3 separate regions of the Mus musculus genome follow, and regions 1 and 3 are each linked to region 2. The links are chromatin contacts, called in public Hi-C maps. All regions are on one chromosome and are shown on one strand. The core of a region is the stretch at or near the end of the contact, and the rest is flanking DNA. Distances in the headings are between cores, read along the strand shown. Region 1 overlaps Gm46948 (a long non-coding RNA gene). Region 2 overlaps Vps50 (VPS50 EARP/GARPII complex subunit). Region 3 has its middle 21 kb from the start of 4930528H21Rik.

What was found. Hi-C and Micro-C count contacts between places; a contact is called where the count stands out from the background.
Region 1: a Hi-C map of muscle stem cells shows a contact between it and region 2, with 2.6 times the contacts expected there. The contact joins two enhancer-like sites. A contact is called at or near these places in 1 of 39 promoter capture datasets (the 3T3-L1 cell line), 12 of 484 Hi-C or Micro-C datasets (3T3-L1-derived adipocytes, adipose-derived mesenchymal stem cells, cortical neurons and 6 more) and 1 of 115 datasets of contacts at active chromatin or transcription factors (astrocytes).
Region 3: a contact with region 2 is called in a Hi-C map of the HPC-7 cell line, with 4 times the contacts expected there. The contact joins two enhancer-like sites. A contact is called at or near these places in 2 of 484 Hi-C or Micro-C datasets (the HPC-7 cell line and pre-hematopoietic stem cells) and 1 of 9 other capture datasets (embryonic stem cells).

The regions. Positions count from the first base shown.
Region 1 is chr6:4,416,003-4,420,419 of GRCm38.p6, forward strand. All of the region lies in intron 3 of Gm46948 (a long non-coding RNA gene), which reads right to left. Among named protein-coding and RNA genes, the nearest start is that of Gm33788, 6.6 kb to the right of the region's middle. Within about 2 kb of position 1,344, at least 131 of the 459 cell types and tissues checked have an H3K27ac peak or open chromatin away from gene starts, as enhancers often do. A contact at or near this core is called in muscle stem cells, where this site is marked.
Region 2 is chr6:3,511,218-3,515,624 of GRCm38.p6, forward strand. The region is part of intron 2 of Vps50 (VPS50 EARP/GARPII complex subunit); the gene reads left to right. Among named protein-coding and RNA genes, the nearest start is that of Vps50, 15 kb to the left of the region's middle. Within about 2 kb of position 1,599, at least 57 of the 459 cell types and tissues checked have an H3K27ac peak or open chromatin away from gene starts, as enhancers often do. A contact at or near this core is called in the HPC-7 cell line and muscle stem cells, where this site is marked.
Region 3 is chr6:4,024,121-4,028,356 of GRCm38.p6, forward strand. No RefSeq gene overlaps it. Among named protein-coding and RNA genes, the nearest start is that of 4930528H21Rik, 21 kb to the right of the region's middle. Within about 2 kb of position 2,466, at least 8 of the 459 cell types and tissues checked have an H3K27ac peak or open chromatin away from gene starts, as enhancers often do. A contact at or near this core is called in the HPC-7 cell line, where this site is marked.

The DNA of each region.
Region 1 (4,417 bases), core at 94-2,593, 900 kb after region 2:
AGGGTGGGGTGCCTTTTTTCTAAAGGATTTGTAAGCCAGTGTCTAGTGAAATAACACTGTGCTGGGCTCTCGGGTGGGTTTGAGGCTATCGAGACTCTCTGTAGGTAATTAGTCCCCTTTAAATGTAAATATGAAATTTTGTTAATAGGCTTTCAGAACTGAAAGAGATTTTCTAATAAAATCATCACTAATAACCTGACTCCCTCTAACAAACCTTACTTCTACCCCCACAAAGGATCAGGGTTCCCCTTGTGACACCAACCCCTTTCTGCTGGAATCCAGAGCTACTGCAGTCTTGATTCAAACCACCCAGTTTTATTTCATGTTCCTTTAATGGAGAGCTGGCCTTTCTGCCGTGGGCCTCCTTTTACTGCACATGCAGAATAAGGGACACTGGAATAAGGCAGGAAATCTGAGCCTTGAAGCAGTAGCATAAACAAACAAACAAACAACAACAACAACACACACACATACATACATACATACACACACAGACTAGCTGCCCATTGCACATGCCATAATAGATCTCCTCAGAAACTGGACCAAACTGGTATTGACCAAGGATCAGTCAATGATGTCAAGCCATGAATTGCCTCTAATGAGGACTCTAACTCTAGCTTCAGACCACAGCTCAAATACCTCATCTTTCTTGATAACCAGCATTAATAATTAATACCATTTCCCCTGTGTCCCAGGCATTATATAAATCTATTTTGTCACTAAGAGTCTGTCTTCCCATGGGATGATGATGCATGTCCAGGGAAATGAATGTATCTTATCATTTTTCTATCTTTGGAACAGATTAGTAGTTTAACAAATGTCTGAGGGTAGAAAAAAAAAAGTCAAAGAAAAACAGGAAGAAGATAGCATACTCTTTTTATTGAACATCAGGGGGCATCAGAGAAAGAATGAAGAAGTATATGAAATCTTGCCTCCTCTTTTTATGACAGTGAAAGCCTATGAGCATAGCCAGACAGTCCTAACCAGTATTGTGAATTCGTTTCTAAAAGCAAGGCAAGCTTATATTGCTCTTGACCCTCTGGTAACTCTGGCCAATGTGATTTCAATCGTTTACTGTTTGTTCTGGGAAGTCTCAACAACGAACACCGTGTCCTTGCAAATGTAGCAAAGTGCCTGCATTTTCTTTGGTTAGGAGCCCTGTATAGTACCATGGCATTTTGTAGAAAATCATTTCAATAATGTGTTTTGAAGCAGATTGATTTTGCAGCCGCTCTCTGCACTCCTTTGCAGCTGTGTTCCTCCATCCAGTACTTTGTACTGTAGTCTTCACAAAGCAACACTAGAGGGACCAGCCTCATATTTTTCAGAGGCCTTTTGTGTCAACCAAGCCAAGTACAATTAAGGCTGTTCCCAGAAAGAGGAATGGATAACGTTGGCAACTGGGCTGTACCACCCAGAACCACAAAATGAAAAAGCTGCAAACGTAACCAACATGGTTTTCCTCGGCATTTATAACTCAGAAGACCTACGTGGCATTTTCTATGGCAAGGGGCAGTACTTTGGGAAATTATACTTAAAAAATTAGCCAGCAGTCTCTCGTGGACTCAAGAGAAAGTCTGCAACCTGGGTAGGGGGGTGGAGGGTGGGGGCGTGGATTGGAGCAGTAAATAAGCAGGCTTGTTGCTTAGTAATACTGTCAATTTTTCTCCCCCCTCCCCCCACCTCTCTCTCCTCTCTCTCCTCTCTCCTCTCTCTCTCTCTCTCTCTCCCTCCCTCCCTCCCTGTCTCCCTCCCCCCACTTCTCTCTCCTCTCTCTCTTCTCTCTCTCTCTCCCTCCCTCTCTCTCTCTCCCTCCCTCTCTCTCTTCTCTCTCTCTCACACACACTTCTAAGGGATAAAATCAATTAAATGTCAGATTTTTCCCAGCTGATAAGCACGTTCAGATTTCAGACTAACACCTCCCCCCCCCAAAAAAAAAATAAAAAAACAAACAAAAAAAAAAAACAAAAAAAAAACCAACCTATGTCTGTTGGTGAGAATAAGTGGGGAGACATACAAAGTCCTCCTTTTTAAGATAAGGTCATAAAGCAATCCCATAACCCTTCCTCTGGACATTTTGCTCTCCGTTTTTGCTTCACCTGTGGACCGGAGAACCCACATAGCTGGGCAAAACAGTGCTGTGCTGGTGCTTACAGACGGATGCAAGGGAAGTAGTCAGGCTAGTGACCCAAGTCTTTCAGAACTAATAAGGTGAGTGAATCAGATAAAATTAATGAAGGGGGGGGGGGAAAACCCTCTCTTGTCTGTAATGTCAGACAACACTGTAGCTTTAATTTGTCGATTTCACAAAGGCCTTCTGGGCTCCCGAGCTCACTCCGTTAGTGAGTTACCTCGCCTGCAGATTCTCTCATCCCTCTGGTCCCCGTGGTCTGTTCTAATTAATATAAAAACCATGCTGCTCTAATAATTTGACCATACCATTTCTCTCCTCAAATCCTCGTAGTAGCTTTTAATTGCACTAAAACCTGGAATTCAATTTAAAATCGATACCCAGGCGCTGAGGCTGTGCTTCGGATGATCTCGAGTCTCTGACCCCACCAGTGGCCTCTGAGCTCTGCAGAGCCAGGCCTGTCACTCTAAGCCGTCAATCTGCTTGACTCCAATAACATCTTGACACGGGCCCCTTCCATCCTTTAACTGTATCTTCCTCTTCTCCACTAAATAAACACCCATCCAGGGACAGTGACAGGGGCCAGCTTCGTTGGACATAGATTTGATGTGCAATAAATTTCATTTTGTTTCTTTTAAACGCCACCTTCTGCTGTTTTTCTTCTTCTTCTTCCCTTTCTTCTTAAGTCTACAGTTCCTAACACAACTCTGGGGGCTCCGCAAAAGTGGTCAGCCATTTCATCGGAGGAGATCTGACAAAGGCTTCGAATCTTTATTAAGTCAAGAATGACGTAGATAGAGAAATTTGAGGAAAATAAGCAGGCTCCCTTCAACCACTCCCACCCCCAACAAGCAGCTCCTAATGTGGTCCTCCACCCTTCAGTGAAATATGCAAAGCTAGCTCTAGCTTTTTTCTATGGTGGAACTTTCCAGCAATGTCCTTCCATAAATGGGATGGGTCTTGTTCCCGAGCCAAGGCTCTGCCTCTCCACTACTTGGCCTAGATAGTGGACAAATATTTTTTTCTTCTTCCTTTTTTTTTTTTTAACATGAAGGCAACGTGGAAGTATCTGGAATGCTGCCTGCAGTCCCAGCCATCCTAGAAATTACTCAGTGTTTCAGGGCCCTGAGCCAGTAGCCACCTCCCTGCCACCTCTGCCACGTTAGCTTAAAGTAATGTGAGTTCAGAATCCGGTCTCCGTGGCTGAAATGCATTCTCTTGAGATCTCTTGAGAAAGCAGCACGCCCTTTATCCGCACTGCCAACCGCAGAAACAGAGAGTGAAGCTGCCTTCAGTCTTACCCGGAAGCAGCCCCTCCATCTCTGAGTGCCATGGATGCCCTACATAAACAGGACTGCCTACCACTGAAGGGGAGCCCCGAGGAGGAGGAAGGACCTTTCCAAAGTTCCTCCAGAGGCAGGCCCCTTATGTCAATCGCTGTGTCTTATGGAGTTCTCCTTTCCAAATCTCCTTCAAAAAGTTGCCCAGGGATTGTAGACCTGCCTTGGCCTTCCAGAGGAAGCTGAGTCTAAACACGTCTGAATAAAAAGTTACTTTCTTTTTCCTTTTGAGAGTCTTGCCTGTCCTCAGCTCTGGTAACTGGTCTGTAGGAACCAGAAAGGCAGGTCCTCCTTACCACCATAAGCCAGAGTGAAAGACTGAAGTCAGATTCTTATGGTGGGCTTCAATTGATGAAGAAGAAAAAGAGGGGGAGAAGACAGGTCCCCTGTAAAGTTCCTTATTTCACTAGAACAAGTACCTGAGTTTAACAAGTGCCTAAACTCGGGGCCATGAGGTGCATTTGTAACCCCAGTGTTGGGACTCAGCAGCCAGACTTAATAAATTTCAGGCCAACAAGCTAGTAAAAAAGCTGAAAAAAAAAGAACCAAGGTATATGAAGGACAATCAGGTTGTTCCCTGGCCACTGCACATAAGACATAGACATTCACACACATGTCGCCCCTAATATAATAAGAGTAGGAAAAGGTGAGGCTTTGGAAACTGAGTTCTGTCTCAAACAAGAAAACGGATCTCTAGTTCCAGAAAACCTGACATATAGTATAATATGTGTGTCCAACCAACTCTAAGCATACCCAGGGAGAGCTACTCCTTAGATAGAACACACATGCACACACACATACACAAAATTTGAATTTAAATCTTGCTTGGGTCTAACACTTAGGAAATATGTACGTTATTTTCTGCCATGGTCATCTTAGCAATTTTCTCTATAAGAGAGGATAGACCTGATGATATTCAGTCTCTGGACCCTTCCCCAATGTCCAC
Region 2 (4,407 bases), core at 349-2,848:
CTCCGAGATAATCGAATGGAGGAGCAGCTAGGTGGTAATGTAGTCAATGTGCTGCGTGTGAGACCGGGAAATAGCCTCTAAACAGCAAGTTCCCTGCCAGGTTGCTCAAATAAGCCAGGCTGCTTTATTCCCTTAATAAAATATTGAACATCGATGCTTACTTTTGATACTGTGTCTGGTACAATGGCATATGTTATTTACTTTCATTAGAGGAAAACATAATTCTAACACCTATACATGTATGTATGTCTGTACATACCCGTGGTTTACAAGTCCCAATTGTTGCCTTGCTTCTTATGGCTTCCTAGTGTTTTCATGCCATGTTTTTGTTTTTCAAATCAAGGCTCTTTATTGCTTGATTCTGCATCACAATTTCATAATTGCATTTTGTTCTGGTCCTCGCTTTAAACTTGGATTTCTCTGTGTTCTTCTGTCTTCTGAATTTCTCTTTCCTCCCTGGGGTTGAGAGCACTTGTGCGCTGGTCTTTTGTCTCCTTTCTTCCCTCCGCTCTGCTGGCCTTGCTGTTTATTTGTTCATCAGGCTCTTTAGTCACTGCTGGAGGGCAAGGCCGATTTTTACTCAGCCCTGGCTGTGCTGTGGAGGAGAGTTTTACATGTGGAGAATAAAATCAACATTTGCTCCATGCGGCTCCACTGACCGAGGGTCGGTATCAGAGCCTGTGAAGCAGGCTATCAAGCCTAAGTGATGGCACCGTGGGCCCAAGTGTTCTTGTGCTTTCTCGGCTTTCGTTTCCTCTGTCTGCAGTTGGATCCACGACTTTGTCTCTTTCCAGCTTTAACTATGAGATGCGTTGATGTACATTTTCTGTATTTTAGTGACTGACCGTTTTGTTGCATTTTTATAGCATTTACTTGTTGGCAAATTAGTTTTGGATTTTCACATTTTAAAGAGCTTTTACAGTGCACTAATCTTAATACTCATTTAATTATACTCTGTAACTATAAAATAAATCCTTAAATACTTCATTAATAATATAACAGTTGGCAAGACTGAACTGTTTATTTCAAAATTTACCTGACCTATCTCATTATTGTAACCTCTTTTTTCTTAACATGTTTTAATATGCCGTAAAGGGTTTTATTTGGATCTAGTTTTTTCTGTTTGCCTTAAAATTTTTATAGGGAGTCTTTTGTTCATTTTGTATATAAAATATCTCATACTTATGAACTACCCTGTTGATTCTATTTTAGATACAGAATTGCATATTTTTGTACATCTCTAATGCTAGGCAGTGAGTTTTTAACTCTAGCAAAATTATGCAACAGTTATATTAAAATATGCAGTGTAGCTGTTTGTGTTTATTTTTCTCATTTACATACAGAAAATACTCTTACATTTTTGTGATTTCTCATTAATAGAAGCATTATGAGTTTATGGACCATGGTGCTTACCACAACTGTCTTTGTCTCATATTTCTTTTGACTATCCCTCCCTGTTAAATTACAGAATGCCCTGTAATTGTTCCTGGAGTGCTGTGGATCTGGGCACTGCACAGCATCACGATGTAGTTCCCAGTGTGGCTGGGACTAAGCAGGCGGCCTGCTGAGGGAGGAAGTGTGTAGGGAGGGATGAGGTGGAAGGAAGCAGTGCCTGGCAGGCTGCACATGCAGCAGCTGCAAGAGACACAGTCTCTTCCAAGCAGTATGAATGAGCTCAGATGTGCATTTCACAGAGAAGTCACTAGATGGGCTGGAAGGAGGGCTGTTTTATTGGGATGCAGTGATGTATCAGGGTATCTGGGTCCACAAAAGTGTTAACGGGAGAAAGACCACTGTCACAAATCATCAAGGCCAAACTAATTAAAGCAAGCAATTAGTTAAAGCAAGCTTTTTTATTTGTGTACACAAGCTGCCTCCTCCTAAGGTGGGGATTGAGAGGTCAGACTTGGGTGTGAGGAAGACAAGGGTTTGTTTGTTTGTTTGTTTGTTTATGTATATAGCGCAGGGTTTCTAAATCAAGGATTTGGTGGGTTACTAGAACAGAACATAAGCATAGCATGTTAGCCATAAGGGCCTGCTGAAACAGAGACATGATTACAAGTGGTCGTGACAACAGGTAGTCATAGCAGGGTAGCCATAACAACCCTTTTGAAACCAAGTTAGGGTTGCAAGATGGTAATTAATTTTTGAAACAAAGTTATGATTGCCATTCCTGGACCGGGCAGAAGGGAGCCATTTGTAGTTATGGTTACAAGGAGGGTATAGCCGCATCCTTGAGAAACAGAGTTTTAATCATAAACTGGAATGCACTTAGTGTGTCTTTACTATAAGATGGCTTTTAAGCCTAAGGTTGAGGCATGCTGGTTGTTGAGAGGCCCTCACTGTATGCTCTGCCTTTTCCTGCCTTGCTCCATTTGTCTCTGCCCTTCACTTAGGATTGTCCCATTAGAGTATGAAGTGCTCCATGTTGGTTCCTCGTGCTCTCGGATGCTGACTGAATAGATCTCTAGGAAGGACTGGCATCTGACCTTTGTATGCTTACACAGATTGTAATGGTTTTATAAACCCATCATATTTTTGAAATGTACATTTGTGAGATTTTTAAATGAAATCACATTTTCCCTTTGGCAATTTTAATAACTTTAAAGCGGATGAAAAAATAGGTTTGAAGAGGCTAAATCAAATTTCCAAGGTTGTAGAGATGCAACTAAAGCTGGAGTGTCTTTGCCTTCAGGTCAGCCCGCCTGTCCTGGGTTGCAGGAGAGCATCAACATGCTGTTGTGTGCTGTAATGTGCTAGTTACACCCTGAAGATGAGAGGGTCGCTTGATCATTGCACGCCTTTGAGGTTTTGGACTTAGCTAGCTACAAATGATAGTTTCCAATTTAGTAACGTTCAACATTTCTTTTTGAATGGTACCAACTGCATTTATTTGATTGTGGTGCTTAGGTGACATCACACTCTTGAAACTTGTATTTGAGATGCCAGTGCCTTTTTAAGGGAAGGAGGTTTATGAGAAAACTCTGAGTTCTCTTTCTAGTTCATCCTTCTCACTTTATATTTGCATTTAATGGGTGGAGGCTGCCTGTCTTCCACAGGTGGTGTGGGTTTCACCACCCCACAAGTTGAGCACCTACTGTCCGTGGTGCTAAGTGGATAACTTCCTTTTCCCATCCCCTGCTGCTCCAGGAGTGCTGTTCTCATTGTGTCAATGGTAGGGGGTTTTGTTGTTGTTGTTGTTATTTATTTATTTATTTATTTATTTGGTTGGTTGGTTATGTGTGTGTTCAGGTCCATGTACACGGTCACTTGGGTATATAGAGTCCAGAGGCCATTCTTCAGGAGCCCTCCACCGTATTTTTGAGACTAGATCTCTCACTTATGCCTTGGATTGTAGGCTGGACAAGATGGCTAGAGAGCCCAAGAACTAGCCTGTCTCTACCTCCCCATTGCTGAGATTACTGGAGCAAACTCACGTCCTGTGGGTTCTGGGAATTAAATTGAACTTCCCAGGCTTATGAAGAAGACAACTGAGCCATTGCCAGGCCCAGGATGCTGTACTCATGCTATACTCATGGTACCTATCACATCATACTGTTATCCAGAATACTCATGTCTTTGCCCCTTTCTGTTAGGATATTTTGTAAATTGAGTTTGATGTACAGGGTTGACTTTTTTTTTTTTAAATGCCTGTGTTCTCTTGTTGAATACTTTAAAATTCAAATGTTATCTTGTTCTTTTAAGTTTCAACATAGTATTCTGACACATTTAGCTTGAATTTACAATAGGAGTTAATTCTATAGTTTATAATTTTAAAAATATAAATTATGGTTAAAAGATATCAAAGCAAGTTATTTTTTAATAAATAAAATGACCTCAATAAGTCATAGAACATCACTCTATGTTCTAGTTGGCTGATACATTTTGTGATAATTTTGTTATTTATTTAGTGATGATTTGAGCTGATGAGATGGGTCAGTGGATAAAGGCACTTACCACAAATGCTGACATGAGTTAGATCTCTGGGGCCCACATGGTGGAAGGAGGGAACCAACTTCTGCATGGAGTTTCCTGTCCTGCACATGTATGCCACAGTGCACCCTCCAAACAAGTCAATAAGCTTAGTGCTGCTTTATTAAAATGTTTGCTAAGCATTACACTAATGATTATAAGGATTTTAAATAACTGCTTCTTTTTTATACTTAAATATATTTGATACTAACTTTGGAGAGAGGAATGGCTACGTTGTTCTATGTTTATAACAGCTGAGGGGCTCCTGGCAGTTGATAGCTATTGGGAGGAGGATTCATTTTCCTTAAGAGTATAGCACAGGCTCTTCAGAAAGCACACATCTAAGCGTATTTGTGCAACACAAATTGGATGGGATGGGTTTAAAATATAAAGCGATTACAAAGTTGGACAGATGAGAAAGAATTCGATGGGTCT
Region 3 (4,236 bases), core at 1,216-3,715, 510 kb after region 2:
CATCTCAGCTTTGATTACTGGACTTTTTCTTGAAATTTTGCCTCTTCTTCAGTAGCAAGTCTTTGGCACCAATTCCTTTCTGGTTGCTGGCATTGTTCTCTGACATTGAATGGCATTTTACTGGGGTACACTTCTTGGACCTGTAGCCTTTCTTTCATTCTATCTTCTGCATCACTTTTTTTCTAGATCAACTCATGTCTAGGAGATTGTCTCTGATCTATTTGGCAGCAGCTCTTCCATGGAGCCAATCCCATACTCACCTCTGCTTTTCATGCTCCTCTATATACCTTCTTTCGATTCTGTAAGTCAAGGTATATTGAATGTAAATCATGACTGTTAAATCGCCAAAGACAGCAAAATGATTAAGAACACATCTACTTCCTCTCTCCTCACAGCCAACTGGAAAAAAATACTTAGACAGGTGCTTACAGAGCCAGAAGTCATCACTGGTTCTGCATAGAAGTGTGCTATTTCCCTTTTCCTTCAACACATTTTGTAATGTCTTATGCTAATACATACACATATACATATGCATACGCATATGCATATGCATACGCATACACATATGCATACACATATGAATATATTAGCATAACACACATATAACATATAATAGCATAAGATATATATATATATATATTATATATATATATATAAAATAATAGCATATGACCATTGATTGCCATATATATCCCATTGATTCTACATTCATAGTTTTAATCAACCAAATGTCAAAAATGTAGTCAGATTTTTTAGTATCATAATCTCATACAACAAGTATACTTATGTTAAGATATTGAAGAAGTCTCTCTTCCATCCTAGAACTATGAGACTCTTAAGCATATTGAATCAAATATTCCTGTAAGCTTTGGATGTGGGAGACCATCCTTACCTCAAATTTAACTGACTCAATAGACCATTCCAAAATAAAATAGTTTTGAAGAAAATTTTTTTATCTATTGGACAGAAATCAGGTATGTACTTCTGGTCCAAATCACTCATAAGTGAGGTACTATATTAAAGAAGTCATACTTTTCATGCTTCCATCCATTTTCATATCTCTTAGAACATTGCCTGTGCCATGCATTGTCTTCTCTTACTACTAACAAACCTTTGAATCTTTTCTTTGAAGTCTTAGACTCTGTTTCCATCCCCTGTACCAATGTTCTTCCCATGACTTGCCATCTTTCAAGTCCAGTGCACTCAGATCATCTCTCACTAGTTTATTTTGGAATTCTTTCCAGGGCCTTAAGGGCATGTCACAACCCCTGTCATTTATGCTTCTATTCTAAGGAATATCTCCAACCATCCAGTAATACATTTCCTCTTTCATAAACTCATAGTAGCTTTTCTTTTTCCTCTAAAGTAAAAGCAAGCCACTTAGTGTGTGGCTGCATGGTTAACACCATAGTTTGAACCTACTACTGTGTTAGAATGTTCTCGCTTGTTCTTCTGTGTATGTCTCAAGGGAAAGGGGTTGCGTGTGTGCTGCTGATCAATAGCCAAGGAAGCCAATTAAAGCTTAGAAAAGCCTACCAGCCACAATAGTAGTGTTCAGTCAGTCAGTCAGTCAGTCAGTCAGTCAGTCAGTCAGTCAGTCAGAAATCCTGTCTTTTCTCCTCTCATCCTTACTTGTCCTAGTGGTCCTGAGATCAGGTCAGAATACAGACCAATCAAGAGCACAGTAAAAATTTTTGGATTAATCCAATATTAAAATTACTTCCCAGCTGTAAAGGTTAATTATGGTCAGCCTGTCATAGGTAAAGGTCATCTGGGGGAGTGGAAACCTCAGTTGAGAAAATAGTTTCATCAGATTGAACTTGAAGATAGTCTGTGGGGTATTTTCTTGATTAACGATTGTTGTAGAAGATTGCAACCTACTTTGGGCAGTACCACTCGTAGGCATATGGCCCTGGGTTGTATGAAAACTCAAGCTTAGGAAGCCATGAAGAGAAATCCAATGTCAGCTTCCTCATGATCTATGCTTCAGTTTTTGCTTCTACGTTTCTGTCATGATAGATTATACACTATAAGCTATAAGCTAAAGCCAATCATTTCTTTCCCAAGTTGTTGCTGGTTATGGTGTTTACCACAGCAACACAAAGAAAACTGGGAAAATAACTAAGATGGTTTGATATGCTTGCTCTTCTTACCTTCAGTTTTTCTCTCTCACCCTTTTTATGAGTTCACTTTGTTTTTCTTTTCTCAGAAGAGAAACATTTAAGTTCTACTCTGTAGAGATGTCATATGATTCTAGAAACCAAGAATGTAAAAAAGACTACAGCATCATCTATTCTTTTTTGTGGGGATGGTGAGATGGTGTTAGCATCTGCCCCTCACTTCCTGGTTTCTTTTCTCTTTTATTTAGATCACATGCTTTGCTGTGTTCTGAAGTGCTGTGCTCTGCATTAGGAAGCCTGTGGGTGGTAAGCTGTTCATGACTTTGGCACTGAAAGCTCCATCATACTTTTGATGGCTTCGGCTTAGACAGTAGGAAACATCTGGTCATTCTCTGATATTTATCAAGACCAGCCTGTGTTTCCTTTAAAAACAGTTTTTCTCGAACAGAACATTACCCAATGGCAGAGGAATTTTATAATGAATACAGAAAGCAATAATGTGATTCTTAAAGATAGAAATTACTCTAGAAATGTTCATTAGAAAGTTACTTATATTCTCAATACATATTCTTGCATGCATTTTCAGTATTTACTAAGGTGACAGGCTTCCTGTTTTGGGGTGCTTTTTTGGTTTTGGGTTTGGTTTGGTTTGGTTTGGTTTAGTTTTTGTCATATAGCAACCTTCTCTCCCCAGTGAATATTTATGCATTGAAGCAAATGCAGATACCAATGGTCTCCCAGCCACATTCCCTGCTCTCTTTATAGGTGACTGATATTGATATTATTGATGAGGCTGGATGGTCTGAAGGGTGCTCTCTATATTGTGTGCTCTGCCTTTCTGTTCAAGTTCCTTTAGGTAGGGAGACATTTTCACTCTCCTTTCTCCCTATTATATTCTATTTTAACTTACTTTGAAAGCTTTAAAATCTAGGCTGCAGTATTTTGCTCTTCCTAAATGAGTTGAAAAAGCATTCTGGGAATGAGAGGACGTTGATATTAGCTTCTTAACCTTTAAAGTTCAAGTATATTTACAAGCCAGACTCAGATGAACTTGGGTGAAAAGACTTTGAAACCAGAACACAGATTGATGAGTAGAATCTGCTTTTTCTATTTCAAAACTCAATTCCCATCAGTCCCAGACCTTCAGATAAACAGTTTTTAAGGAAGACAGTTCTTTCATGCTTTTCCACTTTCATGTAAGTCTGTGATGGATGTCTAGACAATACTTTGCTTCTAACCTGTATATCAGAAAATGTGACTCACTAAGTTATAGTTATGGTTTCAGAGTTAGCAAATATATCAACCCCTTATGCTTGGACCAAAGTAAGACACTATTAATAGATCTTCTGATGTGCTAGAAGGGCTTTATAATCCTTCCCAATAGCCCTGCAGATTTCATATTGATTGAGTTGATATGACATTAAATCTATTTGCTTTCCTAGGTTTAGACTTTTCTGAATATAACAGATAGAACAATCATCCAGGTAAAGCCAAGCATTAGTCACTTTCTAAGAGGAAAGCTGAAAACCTACTTTGGCTAATACATGGCTCCTTGAGAAGAGCGTCCTGCACGGGATCTTTATCTCTCTTTGCAGCAGTTGCTACAAACATTATCTCACCTGGTTTGAATAGACTTGAATAGATTTCTCAGTGTACCTTTCTAGGGTCTTCATAAGCAATCTATTTCCAAACATTATATAACCATGGCTGGCCAGGCCAAGCTGTCCTTCCTTTTCTCTGTGACTTATATTTCCCTCTTCCCTTGGTGTCTTCATCCTCCAGTGTATCAATCATTTAATCTTATGATTATATATTTTCGTTCTCTAGTGCTCGCCATCCTCACTGTCTGAGGTTGGTATCACTTTTTCTCCTGCATAAACAGTACATAAAGTTTCCACCAACTCTACTCCCGACTTAGCTTAGCAAGCTGTCATGTCACTCTGTGCTCACTGGCCAAAACTCTTCTTAAAAGACTGAGGCCCTTTTATCCATTTACTCTTAGTGCCTTACAAAGGTTGAAAACCCCCAGAAGTGTCTAGACACATTCCCTTTCTTTGGCTTATCTGTTGTTACCTGAATGAAATACCTTCTCTGCTTGCAATTTTTGAGTTTGTTT